Linked DNA regions of Macaca mulatta: region 1 is linked to region 2. Evidence: chromatin contacts called from public Hi-C data. All regions are on one chromosome and are shown on one strand. The core of a region is the stretch at or near the end of the contact, and the rest is flanking DNA. Distances in the headings are between cores, read along the strand shown.

Evidence for each region. Hi-C and Micro-C count contacts between places; a contact is called where the count stands out from the background.
Region 1: a Hi-C map of cortical neurons shows a contact between it and region 2, with 5 times the contacts expected there. The contact joins the promoter of GDF5 here to the enhancer-like site in region 2. A contact is called at or near these places in 5 of 14 Hi-C or Micro-C datasets (CD4 T cells, cortical neurons, fetal cortical plate and 2 more).

Annotation. Positions count from the first base shown.
Region 1 is chr10:88,243,635-88,249,237 of T2T-MMU8v2.0, reverse strand. It overlaps GDF5 (growth differentiation factor 5), which reads left to right and starts at 1,770. Exons shown (of 2, transcript XM_001099806.5): 1 at 1,770-2,778; 2 at 5,583-5,603. The coding sequence starts at 2,154.
Region 2 is chr10:88,107,560-88,112,845 of T2T-MMU8v2.0, reverse strand. It overlaps UQCC1 (ubiquinol-cytochrome c reductase complex assembly factor 1), which reads left to right. Exons shown (of 10, transcript XM_077951778.1): 9 at 1,876-1,989; 10 at 4,566-5,286. The coding sequence ends at 4,700. It overlaps LOC144332151 (a long non-coding RNA gene), which reads right to left. Exons shown (of 2, transcript XR_013399925.1): 2 at 4,930-5,286. Among named protein-coding and RNA genes, the nearest start is that of FAM83C, 20 kb to the right of the region's middle. Within about 2 kb of position 2,740, at least 3 of the 40 cell types and tissues checked have an H3K27ac peak or open chromatin away from gene starts, as enhancers often do.

The DNA of each region.
Region 1 (5,603 bases), core at 521-3,020, 140 kb before region 2:
ATAGATAGGCATGGTGGTGTGCACCTGTAGTCCCACTACCCGGGAGGCTGAGGCAGGAGAATCATTTGAACTCAGGAGGCAGAGGTTACAGTGAGCCAAGATCATGCCACTGCACTCCAGCCTAGGTGACACCGCGAGACTCTGTCTCAAAAAAAAAAAAAAAAAAAAAGAAAAGCCTAGCTGACTATTGCTTCTCCCCGGCCGTCCTTCTTACAGCATAACAAGTGTTGTTGCAGTGAAATGTACAGAAGGGGTAATTGGCCCTGTCTGGGGACCAGGAAAGACTTCCCGAAGGAGGTGAATTTTCAGCTAAACTTCTCAGGATGTGGAGTGTTTCCTCCAGTTGTGGGAGAGAGAGAGGAGGAGATTTCAGGTGAAGTGAACAGCTTTCCCCGCTGACCCTGGGGTAAGTTGCCCAGGGGCTCTATCGCACAGGTCCCCCAGAGGAAGGGAGCTTCCATACTTCAATGGGTTTTCATTTAGAATACTCGAGTTCAGCTGGAATTCAGAACTTCCAGACTTACCAGAAAAGCATCATGTGGGAAATTGTGCCGGGCGCAGTGGCTCACGCCTATAATCTCAGCGCTCTAGGAGACCGAGGCAGGTGGATCACGATGTCAGGAGATGGAGACCATCCTGGCTAACACGGTGAAACCCCGTCTGTGCTACAAACATAAAAAATCAGCCGGGCGTGGTAGCGGGGGCCTGTAGTCCCAGCTACTCGGGAGGCTGAGTCGGGAGAACGGCGTGAACCTGGGAGGCGGAGCTTGCAGGGAGCCGAGATCGCGCCACTGCACTCCAGCCTGGGCTACACAGCGAGACTCCGTAGAAAAAAAGAAAAAAGAAAAAAGAAAAGCATCATGTGGGAAATGGCTTTTCCAGCCTCCTGTAGGGGCCGCTGCTGCCCCAGACTCAGCCAGTCTCTTCTAAGAAAACTCGGAGGACGTCTTTGCCGGGGTGGAGGTGGGGTACACCCTGGACCTGCCGCCATCCAAGGAGTGGACTTTAGGGCGGCAGTGCCCCCAAGCCTGAAGAATATGCACTCAGTCAATGGCATTTGGTGGTAGGGAGGGGGTGTAGTGGGCACAGATATTTTTCAGTCTCTGGGTCACCACAAGTTTATTAAAATAAAAGAAAATGTGGGTAAATGCTGCCATCTGTGCTGTCCCTACTCCCAATACACACACACACACACACACACACACACACACACACACACACACAGAGGCACACACACACAGACACACATAAACACACACATACAACAAATCAGGTCCCAGGCTAGATGCAGGAGTTGAAACTGCTTTAAAAACACTCTAAGGACTTAACTACAAACCCACACTCCCCATGCTTCTGGGGCTTAAGATCTTTGAGCTCATTCTTCAGCATCTCTCCTTGGGAAGGTGGGGTGGGCTGCTCCATGAGGTGGAGGTGAAGACCCCTGAGTCTGCTCCATGGAGGGGGAGGCCCCCTAAGCCTAGAGTCCCGCTGCGGGGCTCTGTGCCAAGAGCCCCCGTGAGCCATGGCCTCGAAAGGGCAGCGGTGATTTTTTTCACATAAATATATCGCACTTAAATGAGTTTAGACAGCATGACATCAGAGAGTAATTAAATTGGTTTGGGTTGGAATTCCGTTTCCAATTCCTGAGTTCAGGTTTGTAAAAGATTTTTCTGAGCACCTGCAGGCCTGTGTGTGTGTGTGTGTGTGTGTGTGTGTGTGTGTGAAGTATTTTCACTGGAAAGGATTCAAAACTAGGGGGAAAAAAAAACTGGAGCACACAGGCAGCATTACGCCATTCTTCCTTCTTGGAAAAATCCCTCAGCCTTATACAAGCCTCCTTCAAGCCCTCAGTCAGTTGTGCAGGAGAAAGGGGGCGGTCGGCTTTCTCCTTTCAAGAACAAGTTATTTTCAGCTGCTGACTGGAGACGGTGCACGTCTGGATACGAGAGCATTTCCACTATGGGACTGGATACAAACACACACCCGGCAGACTTCAAGAGTCTCAGACTGAGGAGAAAGCCTTTCCTTCTGCTGCTACTGCTGCTGCCGCTGCTTTTGAAAGTCCACTCCTTTCATGGTTTTTCCTGCCAAACCAGAGGCACCTTCGCTGCTGCCGCTGTTCTCTTTGGTGTCATTCAGCGGCTGGCCAGAGGATGAGACTCCCCAAACTCCTCACTTTCTTGCTTTGGTACCTGGCTTGGCTGGACCTGGAATTCATCTGCACTGTGTTGGGTGCCCCTGACTGGGGCCAGAAAGCCCAGGGGACCAGGCCAGGATTGGCCAAAGCAGAGGCCAAGGAGAGGCCCCCCCTGGCCCGGAACGTCTTCAGGCCAGGGGGTCACAGCTATGGTGGGGGGGCCGCCAATGCCAGGGCAAAGGGAGGCACCGGGCACACAGGAGGCCTGACACAGCCCAAAAAGGATGAACCCAAAAAGCTGCCCCCCAGACCGGGTGGCCCTGAACCCAAGCCAGGACACCCTCCCCAAACAAGGCAGGCTACAGCCCGGACTGTGACCCCAAAAGGACAGCTTCCCGGGGGCAAGGTACCCCCAAAAGCAGGATCTGTCCCCAGCTCCTTCCTGCTGAAGAAGGCCAGGGAGCCCGGGTCCCCGCGAGAGCCCAAGGAGCCGTTCCGCCCGCCCCCCATCACACCCCACGAGTACATGCTCTCGCTGTACAGGACGCTGTCCGATGCTGACAGAAAGGGAGGCAACAGCAGCGTGAAGTTGGAGGCTGGCCTGGCCAACACCATCACCAGCTTTATTGACAAAGGGCAAGGTGAGGGGCGGGGTGGCAGGGGCACGGCTCAGAGGGAGGGGCATCTGCATGAATGGAGGGGCTTTCAAAGCCCTGGCACTGCCCTGGTGGGAGACACTGTGTGCATCTGGCCCGGGGTGGGTGTATGGGGACGCTCACACATATCTCACACATAGCAGATCCCGAGCTGCCCACACATCAGGGCTGGAGGGCACCTAGGAATCACCAGGTTCAACGCCTGCAAGGTGCAGGGCGGGCACTAAAGCCTAGAGAGGAGACAACACCTGCCAGTTGGTGGCAGAGTTGGAGACCGGATTCCAAGACTTGATTCCCCAGCTGTGCATCTGTCCCTGCTGGGCTGGCCGAACTTTCCACGCTCCAGGGGTTTGTAGGTGGTCTCAGATGGCAGAGAAAGAAATGAATCTTGAGGTCCCCGTGGTTCTGCAACTTTGCCCTCAGGCAAGGGGATAGAGGAGGCAAGAGAGGTGCTCACAGTAAATGGGGCATCTTGGAGTCATGGAATGATGTTCGAATATATGGGGAGGGAGCAGACCTAGGGTCTAACTCGCAGTGTGACCTTGGGAAAGCCCCTTCTCACTTGGGGTCTCTGTTTTCCCATCTGTACACCTATATGGGGTTGGACAGGGTGGTTTCTGAGAGCGCTTCCGACATGAAAACTTTAGGTCCTGTCCTGAACACGCCTCATTCTCCTTACATTAACTCGGGAGACTACCTGCTCCCCTCTGTCTCTCTCTGCTCCCCTCTGTCTCTCTCTGCTCCCCTCTGTCTCTCTCTGCTCCCCTCTGTCTCTCTCTGCTCCACTCTGTCTCTCTCTGCTCCCCTCTGTCTCTCTCTGCTCCCCTCTGTCTCTCTCTGCTCCCCTCTGTCTCTCTCTGCTCCCCTCTGTCTCTCTCTGCTCCCCTCTGTCTCTCTCTGCTCCCCTCTGTCTCTCTCTGCCCACCTAGTGTTACTGTTGCAGCTTTTCCTCTCCACTTGCTGTGTGATCTAAGCAAGTCCCTCCCGCTCTGAGGGCCTCAGTTTCTTCCTAGTGTGAAGAGGGAGGTGGGCTGTTGGTCGCTCAAGTTGCCTGCAGCTCATTTGCTCTGGTCCTAGGCTGGCAGGGTGGGGGAGGGGTCAGAGGGTGGGAGAGGTTTCTCATTAGAGCTGGCCTGGAGGGGGCTGCCGGGGCGGGGGGTGGGGGGGTGGGAGAGGCACAGAGGCAGCAGGTCTGGCTGAGGTGGGGGAGGTGGTCTGGCTGCCTGCCCAGCCAGGGAAAGCTGTGACCCCTTGGGGGCTCATAAAATAAGTCCTTGTGCCCCCCAGCACTAAGGGAGCTTCGAGAGGGGGAGATGGGGAGTTTAAAGGCCTAATTAGTCACCTTCTAGAGCAATATATGAAAGCTCCCCAATGGCAAATTGGTATTCAGGAAGGAGGGCATGCTGATTCAGAGATACTACTGAGCTTCTCACATAAGCATACATAGCCTTATGTTTATACAGACGTGCTGAATCACACATGTACACGCATGCTGACTCACACACGTACACACATGCTGAACCACACATGTACACACATGCCGAATCACACATGTACACGCATGCCGAATCACACACGTACGCATGTGCACACACACCTTCTTACATACACGTGTACACAAGATCGATTATGCACATACATACATATATGTGCTCTTCAAATAGTACACAAGCCCAATCATTTATACATATAATGCATCATTAACGTATACTCTTTCATATTCACACATGAACCCAACATTAACGTATACTCTTTCATATTCACACATGAACCCAATCACACACACACATACAACTGTAACACACGCACACACTCAGGAGAGTAAGACACATAGGCAACAAAATCCTTGCACTGGGAAGCCAGGAAAATTGGGCTGTAGGTCAGTGTGGACCAGCTTTGACATTAAGTTGCTGTGTGACCTTAGTCAAGTCACTCCCCATCTCTGTGCCTCATCTGTAAAACAAGAGCACTAAGGTCTCCTTTAAGGGATGGTGGAAGCAACTGAGAATTTGAGCAAGTCATCTAACTTCTCTGAACCTTGGGATTCTCCTCCAGAAAAGCATGGGTTTTTTTTGTTGTTGTTGTTTATTTGTTTTGTTGTTGTTTGTTTGTTTGTTTTTTAGCCAGGGTCTCTCTCTGTTGCCCAGGCTGGAGTGCAGTAGTGAATTCATGGCTCACTGAAGCCTCGACCTCCCTGGGGTCAGTCAATCCTCCCACCTCAGCCTCCTGAGTAGCTGGGACTACATGTGCACGCCACCATGCCTGGTTAGTTTTTGTATCTTTTTGTAGAGACAGAGTGTCACCATGTTGTGCAGGCTAGTTTCAAACTCCTGAGCACAAGCAATCTGCCCACCTCAGCCTCCCAAAGTGCTGGGATTACAGGTGTGAGCCACTGTGCCCAGTCAACAAGAGTAATTTTAATGCCCACTCCACCTATCTTGCAAATGAGATACCACGTTAGCTCATGGCTGGGAGAGAGAGAGGTAGAAGGCAGTTACAAGGCTGATAAATATCTGATAACATGTAGATCATGACACAAACACCAGAAGCAGGCAAATCATCCCCAGCCACATCTACAGGTGAACACCCCTACTTGGTTGGCTACATAGGAGGTGCTCTCATTTTGAAAAAGGCTCTCAGTGGTTTGGCTCTTGGCTTCTGTCAGAATGGGGCAGAGGTGAAAGAAAGCTCTCTGGACGGGGAGAGAGCTGGGGCCTTCCCCTGCAGCCTCGAAGTGACTGACTCCCTTGGTGAGGTTGCAGGGAATGACTTCTGGGTGTTCTCTCTAGATGACCGAGGTCCCGTGGTCA
Region 2 (5,286 bases), core at 1,491-3,990:
TAATCATTAGGAGCCAGGTGTGTGAAGGAACCCTAACAGTCTGGAACAGTTGGGTTGTTCTCACTATTAGTGAGTCCTGAGTCATCCTTTTCTTTCTGATGGCTCAGGAATTCCTGATTATGGAGTTGCCCCTTCCCAGCCATCTCACCCGCTGCTAAAGTTGCCTATTTTCCCATCCTGAGCTCTGCCCATTCTCCAGGTCCCCATAACACCCACTCCCAATCCCATTCCTTTCTGCACAGCACATGTGGGTTGCTGCCAGCAGTGCTCTGGCACGTGCGCAGGCACAGTAGACACAGGCATGCTGTTGTGCTAGCAAATCGTTTGCAGAAGGGTGATGTGCCTGAGCTTGTCCTCTGCTCCTTTCCCCATCTGCCAAAAGAAGCCAGTTTTCCTGACTCAGCCATCGTGCCAGGACAGTCCTAAGCTGTGGAACTGTAAGGAGTGTTTATCAGAGAGCATTTGGAACAGGTGGAATGTTTTTCTACCAAACTGTCAGCACCCCATACTGGACATGGCACTTCCTGGCAGCAGGCCTGGAGCCAGACCTCATATACCACAATGCCCAAGAGGACAGACCACAATATAATGTCAAATAAAGTGATCCTGGGTCTTTGCATAATGTTTACCACTTACAGAGCCATTCATGGCCAGTATCTCTCACTTCTCACAGCTCTGTGGGATGGGTATTATTAGGCTTGTTTAACTCATGAAAAACTGAGGCTCAGGAATGGCTAATAGCTTCTCAAAGGCCACACGGCCATCAAATGACAGAGCTGGCATTTGAACTCTGTGCTCTGGCTCCCAGACCCCACTGTTTTGACTATATCCCAGCTGTCTGCCAAAGCATACTCCTAATCTTTGTATCCAACAGATTACACTTAACAAGTAGTTCAAGAATGCTGTAAGTAGAGCAGGTAACTTCATCTGTTTTTAAGAAGTACAAGATTGAGACTTTGGTTTAGTCAACTGCCACCATCACTGATCTTGGCAGAGGTGGAACTAGGGCTTGATCTGCCTTCTGACTTCAAGTCAGCACATCGATTCTACACACTACCTTGACACCTGGACAGAGCAACTTCTCAGGGCCTGCTCCATCAGTCACCTTCACCCCAGGAAGCAAGACTCTCAACCCTCCCTCCTCTAGAGGTCCAAGCTAGAAAATGTCCTTAGCTGGTGGCTGGGGCTCTCATTTTGCTCTGTAATCTTTGAGCTTCCCAACAGAAGTCTCCTCTGTGCCAAAAGAGGCAGTGTTAGGCACACACACACATGCAGACTCTGAGCCTGGCCCTCTGTGGCCCCAGCAATCCTGCTGAACATCCTGTTCCTCTACTTAGGGAGAGGCTGGGCCCAGAGTTGGGTAACAGTGAAGACAAGGTAGCTGGCTCCCTTCCCCAAAGAGCCAGTTGCCTTGCAGAGATATGTCCTTGGACCAAGCAAGAAGGCACAGTCCATGCCCACCTCCATTCCTGGGAGAAACATACATTCACAATATTCCCAGCCCGTGCCCTGTGGACAGCAAGGGGAGCATTGCTGCTACTGTTTCTCTTCTTGGCCTCTCAAGCGTTGCCTGGGCCAGGCGCAGTACGGAGTAGAGGGAGCTGTGCCTGAGTCCCCACTCTGCATCACCTAACTAGTAGCTTGGCCCCTCTGGACCCCCTGTTCTCCCTCTGTATGTAATAAAATGAAGGGACTGGGCCAGATGCCCTTGTAAGACCCCTTCCACCTCTACTGTGTGACTACCCCATTTTCCTCATGTGTGGAGGGTCCTTCTGAGCCGGTTCCATGGTTGCTAGCATGTTTACAGTATCCCTAGCGTCTGTGTCCTGGCTCTGTGGATCGCTCCGGAGACCATTGCTGTGCTGTATGTTCCAGGGGATCCTTTCAGATGATCATGGGCTGGCCGCTGCCCTCTGGAGAACCTTCTTCAACGGGAAATGTGAAGACCCTCGACATCTTGAATTGCTGGTAGAGTATGTGAGGAAACAGGTGAGCGACCCTTTCCCTCCCCTCCCAATTCCTGGCAACAGTGGGCCCTCCTCTTGGGCTTTCAGGGGATCATGAGAGGTTGAGTTACCAAGGAGCAGTCTGAGAGAATTCTGACCAGATCACATCAGCTGGACGCTGAAGAAGGAGCGCCTTCTGTATGTCCAACCATGAACCGGGCCAGGGAGCGGGAAATGGGAAGAAAGAGAGAGAAAGAGGCATCAAGTAGTCTCCTGCCCTCAGGAACTTTGAGTCATTCATTCACTGTGCACCTCATTTCCTACTATGCGCCTGGTGCTATGCTAGCAGCTGGGCCCACAGAGTCCTGGCAGATATGAGCACGGGCAGCCGCCCACTGTGGACCCCTTCTCTACCCACTTGGATTTGTTTCCTGCTCCTGATTTCCAGCAGGACTGGGCAGCAGGCAGCATTTCACAGACAGCCTCTTCCTGCTAGATGCTCTCCATGGTCAAGCAGGGTCCCCCCACTTCAGTTTCTCACCCCTCTGGCTCCCCTGGGCTCCCCAACATCAAAGCTTCTAGGAGAAAGCTCTGCAGTGGGGGCTGCTTACCCACATAGCTCTTCTCAAGCCCAGGGAATTAATTCCTTGACCTCCCTGCCCTCAGATCTTGTATTGATGGGAGACTCATACTTGATAGATGACTGAGCTGACTGGCAGGGAAGAGGACATAGAGGCTCTTCCAGGGCCTCCCAGTGAGTCAGCCTGCACAGCTGCCCTAGGGCCCCAAGCTGCGTGATTCATGTGGCCACTGAGGCCTCAGCTGCCTCAGACAACTCAGGCTGTGCCATGAGTCACACCTTTGCTTCATGACCTGGCCCCTGGAGCTGAAGGGGTGTCACCCCACAGTTACTCTCTTGTTCACTTGTATCCATGGTCTTCAAGCCTCCAACAACCAGGAAAGGCAAGGCTGGAGCTCAGCTCTTGAGAAGACAGGGCCCATAGGACTAGCTTGTAAACTGCTGGAAAAACCACATACTGGGGCTCTGCAGACCCACAGGGTAGAGAATCCCAGGAGCCAGGACTCCTGTTTGACCACTCTTCAAATCTGCCAGAGCCAGGGAGAAGGCATGGCATGGCCAGAGGGCCCCACCCACGGAGAATTCTCATACTACCTGTTGACTGGCCTCACCCTCAGACAGGAGTAGCAATTCGCAAAGCAGATGCTGTGTTTTCTGAGACCTGCCCAGTATTTCCATCTGCCATGGTGGGCTTGTGCCAGAAGCCACAACAGGACACACCTGGGACTTCTCTGAGGGCCCTCTAGGAAGGGGCTGCCACAACCATTGTCCCTACAAGAGGTCCCACGTGGCCCCAGTGAGAGGCAGTGGAAAAACAGCGAAGGGGCTCTTGGGAAAGCAGGGAGCTTTGGTGGGGACCCAGTTATGTCGGCAAAACCTTTTGAGCACCTGCTGCTCCAGGCACTCTTGGGAAAGCAACGATTAATAAGACCCAGTCCTGCCCTCGAGGGGCCAGCTCATGGTTTGGTGAGGAAGCCCAGGCACATGGCTAACCCGGGAGTAAGCCAGCCCATAATGTGATACAGAGAGGGCAGAGTGCTGAAGGCCGGGAAAGGAAGAGCAGGAGCTGGACCTTGAGCAGACTGCTTGGTGTGGCCGATGGCCCAAGAGCCAACCACAGGTCTTGTTGAGATTTTCAACCCAGGAGGTGGGCAGAGTGGTGGCACTGGGGACAGAAATGGAGTCACTGTAAGGAGTGGGCTTTAGGGAAGACATGGCAGAGCAGGTGGGAATCCAGAGCTGAGGCGCGTGCGAGAGGCTGGGGTTGAGTTCAAGCGTCAGCAGCTGGAAGCAGAAGCAACCGGAATGGTGGATTCTTGGAAGGAGGAATGACCTAAAGCCTAAGATGAAGCCTCCTGGCCTTGCAGCAGTGGCTTCTCTGGGTGATGACCATTTTAATGGCAGAGCTGTCTGCCCCTGCTGTCCTAGAGGGGTGATACTAGGGCCTACTGACCAGGGGCCCACTAGAGGACAACAGAGGCATACATATGCTTAAAGTGTGAGTGACTAGCACTGCATATATGAATCTTTTCATGTGTCCTGTGAGGTACCTGTTTCTATCCCCTCTCTCAGACAAAGGAACTTAAATCTCAGAGAGGGGAAGCGGCCACCCTGGATAGCAGCACTGGGAAGGGACAGAATCAGGACTCTCACGCGGCAGCTCTGGGGTGGACAGCATGGCTGTGTGTGCTGCAAGCCCTGACTTCCTGGCCTGCAGGAGCTGTCTAGGGAGGGCATGTAGGGGAGAAGTATCCTTGGGAGATGTGTGTCCATCTCCATTCAGAGGTGTGATAGGGAATTCCCTAACCGCCCCCCCGCCCGACCCGCCCCACCCAGCTCCCCAGTGATTGCTTTCTCCAAACCCCCTTAGTGAATTTATCTAGATCAGAGATGGCTTGGCCTGGGACCTGGGATGGTCAGAAACCCCCCTCATGCCCCGTCCCCTTCCTTCCTCTCCTCTGGGAGGCTGGTTCCTGATGCTGGCTCCTCACATCTGTCCTGCCTCTGTTGCTTCCTCCTTCCCGCTCCTGTGGTTGCAGATGCAGTACCTGGATTCCATGAACGGGGAGGATCTGCTTCTGACAGGGGAGGTGAGCTGGCGCCCTCTAGTGGAGAAGAATCCTCAGAGCATCCTGAAGCCCCATTCTCCCACTTACAACGACGAGGGACTTTGATGGGCTGGGCCCTCTGCACGGCTGGCCAGCTGGCTTCGAGGAACCTCCAGGAGAGACGTGCCTGTTGGTCCAGGACCCCGCAGAAAGTGGCCTGAACTGACCTCTGAACAGCATCTGTCAAATACCTGGCCCCATTTGTGTTGAGTTTCCTCTTAGTGTGCCCAGGAGTATGATCTGCTGGGATACAGGGATGGGAGAACCCCTAGCTCTCCCACGTGTCCTCTCCCTCGGGAAGCCCCGAGTGAGAGTCCCCCAGCACACACTCCCCAACCCCCTCCAGCAACTACCTGTGACTGACAGCTTTTCCCAAAGGCCAAGGAAGGGATGGCGTAGGTTCAAAAGGGAAACCCCCCAGGGCCTGCTGTGGCCTAGGAGCGGACTGTAATGCTGCGGAATCTGGATGGCGACCATGTGTTGTCCCTCGGCTTCCAGCCATGGGGTTGAGTTGGCCATTAAAAGAAACAGACTTCTCTCTACCATGGCCCTTCTTTATTCCAGGGACTTAGAAACTCGCCTGAGTTGGTGGCTGCGGTAGTGACGGCACCACCCAGCTCAGTTAGTGACGGAGAAAGGGAAGAGGCTGGGA